Regions from separate parts of the Gossypium hirsutum genome. Here all the other regions are linked to region 4. The links are chromatin contacts, called in public Hi-C maps. All regions are on one chromosome and are shown on one strand. Each heading gives the region's core, a stretch centred on a gene start, on an enhancer-like site or on the middle of the called end of the contact. The rest is flanking DNA. Distances are from core to core; before and after follow the strand shown.

Region 1 (2,700 bases), core at 189-2,688, 190 kb before region 4:
CGATACCAATCGCCCCACTGGGACCGGCGATGTGTTCCCCAAGTTGTAAACTCTCAACTGAGCCGCCCCTTTCTTCTTCCCGCCGCTTCCGGTGCTCTTCTCCGCCGTGTCCAACGCCCCTAAACACCCTTTCACCACGTCGTCTATGTAGGTGAAGTCACGCGCCACCTCTTTCTGATTATGCGTCTTGTATATGTCAATCGACTTCCCTTGTAGGATGTCTTTAGTGAAGAAGAAATAAGCCATGTCGGGTCTTCCCCAAGGACCGTAAACCGTGAAGAATCTTAGCCCCGTAAGGGAAAGACCGTAGATATGGTTGTAAGTGTGGGCGATTTCTTCGCCGGCTTTCTTTGTGGCGGCGTAAAGGCTAGCCGGTTGGTCTGTCCGGTCGCGTTCGGAGAATGGGTTTTCGGTGTTGAGGCCGTAAACGGAGCTCGATGATGCCCAAACAATGGATGGCTGAGGATTGGCTGCTTTGGCTACTTCGAGCAAGTTAACAAAGCCTGCAATGTTGGAGCTGATGTACGACTGTGGGTTTTGCATGGCGTAACGTACGCCGGCCTGAGCCGCTAAGTGAAGGACGTGAGTGAAGGGCACAACGTCGAATAGCTTGGTCAGCAATGGCCCGTCGTTCAAGTCACCTTCGACGATGAAAACTTGGTGCTTACTCAAAAGGTTTTGCCTGGCTCTTTTCAAAGACGGATCGTAGTAGTTATTGAAGTTGTCTAAACCAAGAACCCCATCGCCTCGTTTCTTCAAAGCGAGGGAACAGTGGGAACCGACGAACCCAGCGGCGCCAGTGACCAAAACGGAGAACCCATTGGTTCTACGTGGCGTGGAAGAGAGTCGCACTTGTTTCTCCCAGGCGGCACCGCCCCCGGCGGAGAAAAGGGAAGTGGAAAGTAAGCTGTGGTGGTGGAGACGGTGGTGAGGAGGAACATGGTGGGGAGTATCGGAAAGAGGAGGGTAATTGATGGTGAAAAAAAGGATCAGAATCAAAGCAATGAGAAGGGTTGCACGAAAGAGAAGTTTAGAGGAAGCCGAGATGAGTTTGGTGCTGTGAATTTTTCGGAGATAATTGTTGTATCTCTCTAATTTCAAGGTTTTGCTGGTGTCCGGTGGTGTAGGCATTTTCTTTTCAACTAATTTTGGGGGTTTGCTTTTTTGCTTTGTTTACTACTGAAAGTGTTATTGGGTGTGATTGCTTTTCCCTTTTTCCTTTTCGGGAAGAGAGGAAAAAAAGGGCTCAATGTGTTGGAGAAGAGAGGTTGAGCCCTGAAGTTGAGAAGTGTGTAGATGGAAGATTATAAAGAGGGGAAGAGAATTGGAAGGAAAATAAATAAAATAAAGAGAAACGGAGGGGAAAGGTGGTGGCCATTGGTTGGACGCCACTTTTAGTTTTTATTTTTTATTTTTTATTAAAAATAATTCAACTTCAGATATGCCACTTTTGAATTCAATTTCTAATATAAATTTTTTTTATTTTATCAAAATAAAAAAAAATTGAATTTTGTACTACACATTTATATTTGTAGTCATTTGAAAAAACTCATTTCCACTTGAATCTACATAGAAATTACTACTAAATCAATAATTGACACTAAGACTTATGCTACATACTCTTTTTAATTAAAAAAATAAATAAATTAAAAATGGAACAACAAGGGTGATATTTTATTGAAATAAAAGATAGATAAAACTGAAATTGAAAGTGTCCAATTTGGAAATAGAACACAAAACAAAGAGTTTTTTGGCCAGCATAACTTTAGCTTACCTCACAAAAATTGACAAATGGAAAGCGAGCACTAAATGGCCCACAATTTCAGTGATAATTACAATGTGAATCAAATCAATGCATAGGAGATAGGGATATTTTTGCCAGCTATCTTCTTTAAAGTTAAAGAAAAAAGAACACTCCCCTCATGTGCCTTCTAAAGGCATAGCAACTGGCTTTGTCATGAATAAAGACTAAAACAATCATCTAATTAATTTTATGATACTCCCTCAAAAATTCATATAAACTACTTTAGAAATGATTGTTACACACAGCTATGAATTCAATATATGAAGTACAATAGCATATTACATTAAAATGTTCTCTGCTAAACGCAAAATTCTACTACTCAATTTTATTTCTAAAATCTGTTTCCTAGATTATTTAATAAATATCAATATTAAATTATTATTATTTTTTATTTCACATCTTTACCCTTGTTCTTTTTAAACATTTCATATTATTTTAAATAAAGTGTAAAATAAATTAAAATATTCTTGATTAAGTGATAAGTAGTTATGTTCTCTTGCCTTCACCTGAAAAGTGATAGAGTTTAAGTAAAAATATAGGCCCAAAAAATAGATTTGAGCTAAAAATAAGCCCCATTTAAAAAATGGGTCGAGCCTCGAGTAAGGTATTTTGTTCGACCCTAATTCACAAAAAGACAAAAAATTTGCTATTTTTTATTATTGTTTTAATGCTATTTTCTTATTGTTTTCTCCCTATTTTACTACAATTTCACTATTATGTTACTACTATTTAAGTATTAGTATTTTTTAAAATTTCTTTCCATCTGTTGGGAAATATTTATATATATTTAAAAATTATATAAAAAATTTAATACAGGCGGGCCGGGCCGGGCCGAGCCAGAGTTTTAGCATTTTTATCTGGGTCGGGATTAGGCAAAATGTTAGGCTTATTTTTTG
Region 2 (2,700 bases), core at 105-2,604, 160 kb after region 4:
AAAGGTATGTCCCCTTTTGATGACTTTTATATGGCATTGGGATAACACTTGCTTTTGTGCAAGGTTAACAAATTACATTAATGATTTGTAAAGAAATTGAGTTTTAAAGCCTAAAAATGATTACATTATTGCTAATATCATATTCTTTAAATTGAGTCCTGTGAATATTTATGAATGTAATGCTATTTTAATTTAACAGAAAAAAAGGTATTATCATGTTATTACACACTACGTTTTCTAAAACTCTTCTAATTTTATACCACGTTGTGAATAAACCATTGAACATTGCAAAAGAACTGCTAATGATACGATATATTGGTGGATGAACGATAAATTTAGAAATTGATTTTAAAACCTACTAAATAAAAATGATTATACACTATACTCTTTAAATTTAATAGATGTTGAATGGAAGCATTTTTGTTATATTTGTAAATTCAATTTAACGCAAAAGCTTTGAACTTTCAAATTTAGATTTATTCTTTTTGGTGAAATTAGAAAAAGAAAATTATGTTTGAATTCTAAAATAGACATTTGGAGAACTTTACTTGAATACTCATCCCGACTTAAACAGAACTATTCCCAAATTAATTTTTTTTATAATTTTTTATTATTTTCTCTTTTACTAAAAAATTATAATTTTTAAATATATAATGTAAAAAATAAAAATAGTAAAAAAAATTGTTAATAATCACACAAAAAAGTTAGTTGTTGGGGTTGAAAAGTTTAGGTTTGTATAAACCCCACACTTTGATAAGAAAATTTTATGTGATTCAAACCTTATAATTAGTCACATATCAGTCCACCATACTATGCACTAGTGGTTGAGGTTCAAAAGTCTTTGCCCATTTTATACATTCTAATTTTGATATCAACTTTAAAGAATGCACACCCTAAAAACTAATTGATGAGTTTGAGAACCACATCTTACAACAAATCTCAATATAAAATCTATATTTTTCTTAGTGTGAGTCAAATCAAGCATAAATCACCAAGCTAAGAAGCCTCCATCCAAATTTAATTTTATTTTATATTTTTACTACCAAATATGTAAATCCCATACCTTGCCATTAGCAACTAATAATTTTTATTTTAATATAACCATAAATATTAGTGTTATAATTTTGTTTATTAATTAATGATGCAACTAATAAGATTCTTATTTTTGACGACTAAACTGTGGGGCAGAATATTGAAAACTTACTTGCATCATTCTTAAAGTTAAACAAAAATGCTTCACTTAATTTGAAATCAACATCCTTAGATGAAGCTTAATAGTATGTAATGTGAAGTTGTTTTCTATAAATGTGGTGCATATCAAATTCCGAATCTCCACACAATCTAAGACCAAACATGGAGAATCTTGGTATCCTAATGTCACTGTTTTTCCTCTTCTCCTTCTCCACTTCCCTTCACCCATCTTCTCATTCTAATCTCCAAAACCACTGCCTTGATGACCAGAGGTCTACTTTGCTACAATTGCAGCATCATCTCTACTATGCCCCAAACTTCACTTTCTCTTCCAAACTTGACCTCTGGGATCCCAATACCCGTTGTTGCTCTTGGAAAGGAGTTACATGTGATGCTCTTGGTCATGTCATTGGGATTGATCTCAGTTACCAAAACCTTTCAGGCAGCTTTCACTCCATTTTCAATCTCCATCATCTCCAACGCCTTAATCTTGCTGGAAACAATTTTAATACCACTTTGTTTCAGTATGGGTTTGGAAAACTCCCAAATTTAACTCATCTCAACCTCTCGGCCTCATGTTTTCATGACCAAATTCCGGTAGGGATTTTATACTTAACAAGGTTAGTCTCTCTTAACCTATCTTATCAAGATGATTGCTATTGGAGAAATGATCAAAGTTTTGCTTCATTTGACCCTACTTTGAAACTAGAGAAACCAAACTTCAAGACATTCATAAAGAACATGAGGTCTCTCAGAGAGTTGTATTTGGATGGAGTGAATATTTCAAGTCAAAGTAGTGAATGGTGTGAAACCACATCGTTGTCACTTCCCAAGCTGAGTGTTTTAAGCATGTCAGGCTGTGGTTTGACCGGTCCATTTTGTTCATCACTCTTAAACCTTCGTTATCTTTCTAAACTTAACCTTGATTCTAACCCAATCTCTTATTTGCCTCCCAAGTTCTCGAAAATTTCCTCTCCATTGGTTTCTCTTCGTTTAGTAGATTGCAATTTGAGTGGGCATTTTCCAGCAGAATTTTTCTTATTGCCCAAAATGCAAAGAATTGATATTTCAGACAACTCTCGTCTCATGGGCCAATTGCCAGAATTTCCAATTAACAACACTTTAGAGGTGTTGTCATTGCAATATACTAATTTTTCTGGATCCATTCCAGCATCAATTGCAAATCTCAGTAACCTTGTGGAATTGGATCTAAGTGATAACAATTTCAATGGTTCAATCCCTCCATTTCATAGATCTGGAGTTCCAAATCTTGCATCTCTTGATTTGTCATGGAACCACCTTTCTGGATCAATACCTTCTTCCTTATTTACTCTTTCAACATTGCAAACCCTCTCTCTTGGATACAACAGCTTTAGTGATTGCCAATTAAAGCTTGACATGTTTCTCCAACTCAGCAACTTAACGCGTCTCGACCTATCCAACATCAGCTTGTTAATTGGAAGCAACAACAAAATCCGTACTTTACCCCAATTAGAGTCTCTATACCTA
Region 3 (2,700 bases), core at 4-2,503, 220 kb before region 4:
CGTGGTAGTGATAGTTTCGGTAGGGATGCTGGTTACTAGGTTCTCGCATCAAAATCTTTCCATAATCATGTTCCTAGAGCTAGTAGATTTGATGATACAGTTATTTATATTCGAATTATATGCTAAAAACTTATGCAACTAGTTTTCTCTAGTTAGAGGTTGATTAATTAATTGTGATTTTTTCCTTGAGTTATCAAGGTTTTTTTTAATTAATAACTTTTTATTTATAAAATCAATTAAATATTGCCAAAATATTTTTAGTAAATATAATTTTCATGTGTAATATTTTTTTTCAATCTATATCATGAGTGTAGTAAATTTTAGTATTATATATTTTTGTATTTGTATTTGAAATATTTCATAAATAAACATAGTGATGTTTGAAAAAATTATTTTATAATATTAGAAATTAACCTTCCCACATTATAGGAGGAAGAAACAAATATTTTTGATATATAAATATTATATGTATAAAAAATATATCAAAAAAATTAGTTGATGTTTTTTACAAAATAAAATATATTTAACATTTTGATAAAATATCAAATTTATAAAAAAAATACTTTTATTATACAATTGGTAATAATTATTTAATTTTATAAATAAAAAAATATTAATTTAAAAAATAAATTAAAATAAAAATTTGAAAATAATATTAATTAAAAATATTAAATAAAAAATTTAAAACGATATAAAATAAAAAATACAAATGTGAATCAAATCTAAAATCACTATTAATTAATTATTTAACCAAAAAAAAGCTTGAGGAAGAAAATATTAAAAACAAAATCACCAAAAGAAGTGATGTGTTAAAAAGTTAAAAATGCATTCTACAAAATACGTTTCAGTTCTCTCCACAAAATCAATCTATTTTCTTAAAAATGGTATTTATTTTTATTAAAATCGGCCATAAAAAGAGTAAGGAAAAAGGTCAAAAGCTGATTCAGTGTACGAACTAAAAAGAGGGATGAAACTAAAACAATAAAATAATAGTGAGTTTTGGTAAGAAAAGGAAAATACAACCGCCAATTTTGTGATTCATTTCAAGCTGACGCCACCAACATGTCGGCATCGCTGTTTGTGGTTGGTAAGCAATATATACGACAACCGTATTTGTATCTTATGGTCTAATTTCCTCTCACTCCCTCTACTTTTTTAAATTTAAAAAATTTAATCTCCCATTTAGAAATCAAAGTTGACTTGATAACACTTTAGTTAAATCTGAATTGATTATATATTTTCAAATTAAAGAGATTGGTTTTGCTAAATTAAAAAAAAGTGCAAAAGGGCAGGGGCATAAGAATTAAACCGTATGGTATTGACCTTTAATGGGTAAATACTGAATTGAGAGTGGGATAAGGCCATTGGGTTGTTGAGTGGGCAACAACGTCATTTCAAAAGACACCAACCCCCATCCGTTCCCTTCCTCTCTCAAATACAAATACTCCCATTGCAATGCCTCCACCTCCCATCTCTCTCTTAACCAACCACAAACCCATTTGTGAGTCTCTTTTTCCTATTTTTCTGGGATATTTTTGTGTTTCCATGAATTTGGGACAATGTACTACTACAAATGTTAGATTTGGACTTTCAGTCTTTGTTTAGTGCCTTGTTGATTCTTCACAATGTATTTCTTAACAGTAGCCGCTTAAATTTTAGCTCATCTGATCTATGACTTTTAGTTTATCATTCATGCTTTATCCTATACGATTTACTTAGAAAGGATTGATTTCAAGATTGCCCATTTTTATCTTCTTCTATGATGTTCAAATTGATCGTTTTTGCTCTGAACCATCGGTTATTCTTTTAGATTCAGATTCGGTCTTGGGTTTGTTTTGTTGCGACTTCCTGTTGTTCTTTTCTTGTTTTATCTCTCCAAACACCTCAGTTTCATATTGAATTCTTGCAGAAGTTGGTGTTGGTGACACCGAGAGTTCAAGATCCAATTAAAGATGAAGGTGATAGAGAAGATCCAATCTTTGCAAGAAGGGAAAGTGGTGTTTTCCTTTGAGTTCTTCCCTCCAAAGACTGAGGATGGAGTAGACAACCTATTCGAGAGAATGGATCGTATGGTTGCTCATAACCCGTCCTTCTGTGACATTACATGGGGTGCAGGTGGTTCCACTGCTGATCTCACCCTCGACATTGCTAACAAGATGCAGAATATCATCTGTGTGGAGACGATGATGCACCTCACTTGCACCAATATGCCCGTAGAGAAGATTGACCATGCTCTTCAGACCATCAAGTCCAACGGTATTCAGAATGTTCTCGCCCTCCGAGGTGATCCCCCTCACGGCCAGGATAAGTTTGTCCAGGTCGAAGGCGGCTTCTCCTGTGCCCTTGATCTGGTAAAGCCATTGCTCATTCTGCCCTGTTTTTATTTCTTAATGTACATATGTTACTAACTTTTAATTCCTATTCTAGGTGAAACATATCAGATCTAAATATGGTGACTACTTTGGCATCACAGTTGCCGGTTATCCAGGTGCTTTTCATAGACATATATACATATATAAGAGGCTTGTTCATGTGGCTTTTGATTAATAGTTTGCTTTCTTTGCTCAGAGGCACATCCCGATGCCATAGGAAATGACGGTGTAGCCACACCTGAAGCTTATCAGAATGAACTTGCCTACTTAAAGAGAAAGGTTTTACTCTTTAACTCATTGCTTGATTTGAAAATATTGTCTTAATTCT
Region 4 (2,700 bases), core at 47-2,546:
CAACAGCAACTTATGAAACATGGATTAAAGAGCTATATTGCTTTGACTCTTCATTTTACTAAAGTACCTGTATTCAACGCATAGTTGGACAGGAGTATAGGGATATGACCATTCGAGGATCTCCAAATACATTAAAAACATAGGAAAAAATTGAATATTTCTGTGTTGGGAACTTCCCCATATCCGGCACTCACACCTAAGGCCGAGTAATATAGGTAAAGAGTGCTTACTTTCTGCTTTAAAAGAAATTATAGCAATGCTGCTTTATGGAAGAAAGGAAGAGGACAACACCAAACACGAGATATATATTTTGTTTTAAAATATGGCATATCAGAACCACTAAACATAAAAAAAATAATTAAATTAAATTAAAACCTACAAAAAAAACACAATGCCAATTCTAGCATAAGTATTCTATCTAGAAATCATGCAATGTGAAAAAAATTCCAACTTTAAGTCTCAATTCTTTAAAATAATGATCAAATATACCTTAGAGAGGTTTCATATTAACTTAAGAGATTTTCACATTTATTTGTTTTCACACTTTTTTTCTTTCTTAGGAAATAAAGAGAAAGGATTATATGAAATGAATGTAACAAGACAAGGAGGGTAAAGGAAGCAAACCTTTTTGGAAAGAGGGCTTCCACTCAATATCAAACCCTAAAGCAACTTGACCCATTTCTTTCTTCTTAATTTCAACAATTTTTAATAGCTCCATTGCAGCATTTTCTACCTCATCTTCCGTAAAGCTATACAAAATATGACCTCCAAATCTCAACGGCGGATATCTAAGCCTTGTATTAGCTGCCAATCAGAAAAATCAAAGGGTTTACTATTAGTGCATTTATTTTAATTACAAAATGGGTAAAGTAAGGGATAGCAAATACATTGACAACGAGCGAAGGAAGACGGAAAAGAAGGCGGGGGTGAGAGAATAGAATGGGGCAATTGGCGGCTGGTTTTGAGGTTATCTTGATGATGGACGGCGGAATTGCGTTTCTTGCGAGAAGATGGAGGAGGAGTAGGAGGAGTGGCTTCAATGGCATCCATTAATCGGATCACGTCTTCAGTGAAATGGTCGTCCCAATCCAAACTGAAACTATTGTAGTCTTTGAATTCCATTTCTACATCTGAAATGGAAGTGAGGGGCGGAATTGGAGGGGAAGAGAGCTTAGAATTCTGGATTTGGTTGAACCAGTTTGGGCTTTTAATGGCTAAAAACGTTCAAATTTTGATCATGGCGTCTGGTAGAGTAATGGGCCGATTTTCAAAAAGTTTTTGCAAGGATTTGAGCCCATCCCAGTCCAATTCGCACAAAATACTTTCTAATATTTTAATTTAATTCAGGCCTGCCCGACCCCTGAAACTTTTTGTCAATCCCCATCAACATCGTTAGCCTCGGGTCAACCTTGAATTTTGACTAGTTTTTGAAAACTTTCTCCAAAATTTCTCTAATAAGAAATAAAATTTTATATTTTCTCCAAAATTTGTTTAATAAATTGAAAAAATCAAGTGAAAAAGAATATAATTTTGAAAAGATAAATACTAAATCTAAATTATAAAATTTATTTAATATATTATATTTTGTTAAATAAAAATAATAGTGATAATTTTAATTACATAAAATTGAGTTATAACATGAAAAGAAGTTTAAAAGCATAAAATAGATATTAATTTTATCTTCTGAATATAAAAATATTTAATTTAGAAAAACTTTTACACACTCTTAATTCTACTTAACAGTATATCTTATGCCATATGTTGTTCCCAGCATTAAAATTTAAAATATTTTAATAACTAAACATTTAGTATTTCTAATTTAGAGTTATAAAATGGAAAATAACCTAAGAACTAGAGTTTTTTTTTATATTTTAATATAAAAAATATTTTTACAGACCCCTAATTCTGCTTAACCGATCTTCTACCAAATTTTAATCCTAATTTATATTAAAATTTAAATATTGTTATGAATATCTCATTAAGTGGATGTCCATCATCATGATTAAGATAAAGTTTTATGTACTTTAAATTCTAATAGCTATTAAAATTAGATCTCTACTTCTTTTATACTTCTTATGCCTATAAATAGAGACTCTAATGAAGTATTATAATCATCCATTTGATTAATAAAGTAAAATCTCTATTGCTTTCATATTTTATTTGTTCTTTATTCTCTCTATCTCTCTTTATTTTATAATATGTTATCAACATAACGATTCTCTATAATTTTTTTCAAAATCTTTCGAAGTCATCCCACAGATCAAATTATTTTTCACCTTAAACTTTCACATTTACAACTTCATCTTCAAGATGTTGAAAGATTCAATCTCAGAATGAATTATAATTTTTATTCTCGATCTTTGATTTATTGTACAAGCATCGTGTAATAGGTCAATTTTGACCTGGGCTTATAATAAATAAACCAATAATGTCCAAATTTTAAAATCCAAATTACAAAAATTAAAACCCAAACTACAACCCATATCAAAACCCAATACCTAACTTAAGCCATAAACCCAATTACCCAATACACATCAGCCCACTATCCTAAAACATTTTCAATCAAACCCTAGGAGCCGCCCTAGCCATTGCCCTCTCCCACGTGCTTCGTCGGCACGTCCAATGCCCGAAAGTCGGCTCCCCTGACACCGCTTGTACCAACATGGCAAGCTTCTGCACCATCGCTTCCGTCTAGGCCTA

Evidence for each region. A called contact is a pair of places that touch in the nucleus more often than the background predicts.
Region 1: a contact with region 4 is called in a Hi-C map of leaf, with 2.4 times the contacts expected there. The contact joins the promoter of LOC107915118 here to the promoter of LOC107915120 in region 4. A contact is called at or near these places in 2 of 34 Hi-C or Micro-C datasets (both in leaf).
Region 2: a contact with region 4 is called in a Hi-C map of leaf, with 3 times the contacts expected there. The contact joins the promoter of LOC107896984 here to the promoter of LOC107915120 in region 4. A contact is called at or near these places in 15 of 34 Hi-C or Micro-C datasets (anther, callus, fibers and 3 more).
Region 3: a Hi-C map of leaf shows a contact between it and region 4, with 5 times the contacts expected there. The contact joins the promoter of LOC107915116 here to the promoter of LOC107915120 in region 4. A contact is called at or near these places in 18 of 34 Hi-C or Micro-C datasets (anther, callus, fibers and 5 more).

What each region holds. Positions count from the first base shown.
Region 1 is chrA10:72,011,223-72,013,922 of Gossypium_hirsutum_v2.1, reverse strand. LOC107915118 (UDP-glucuronate 4-epimerase 6) reads right to left here and starts at 1,438. Exons shown (of 1, transcript XM_016844258.2): 1 at 1-1,438. The coding sequence starts at 1,131.
Region 2 is chrA10:71,669,094-71,671,793 of Gossypium_hirsutum_v2.1, reverse strand. LOC107896984 (receptor-like protein 7) reads left to right here and starts at 1,354. Exons shown (of 2, transcript XM_016822309.2): 1 at 1,354-2,700. The coding sequence starts at 1,354.
Region 3 is chrA10:72,044,842-72,047,541 of Gossypium_hirsutum_v2.1, reverse strand. LOC107915116 (methylenetetrahydrofolate reductase 2) reads left to right here and starts at 1,253. Exons shown (of 12, transcript XM_016844257.2): 1 at 1,253-1,501; 2 at 1,910-2,351; 3 at 2,428-2,488; 4 at 2,569-2,651. The coding sequence starts at 1,953. It also overlaps the pseudogene LOC107915114.
Region 4 is chrA10:71,826,027-71,828,726 of Gossypium_hirsutum_v2.1, reverse strand. LOC107915120 (Werner Syndrome-like exonuclease) reads right to left here and starts at 1,296. Exons shown (of 6, transcript XM_016844260.2): 1 at 888-1,296; 2 at 625-804. The coding sequence starts at 1,122.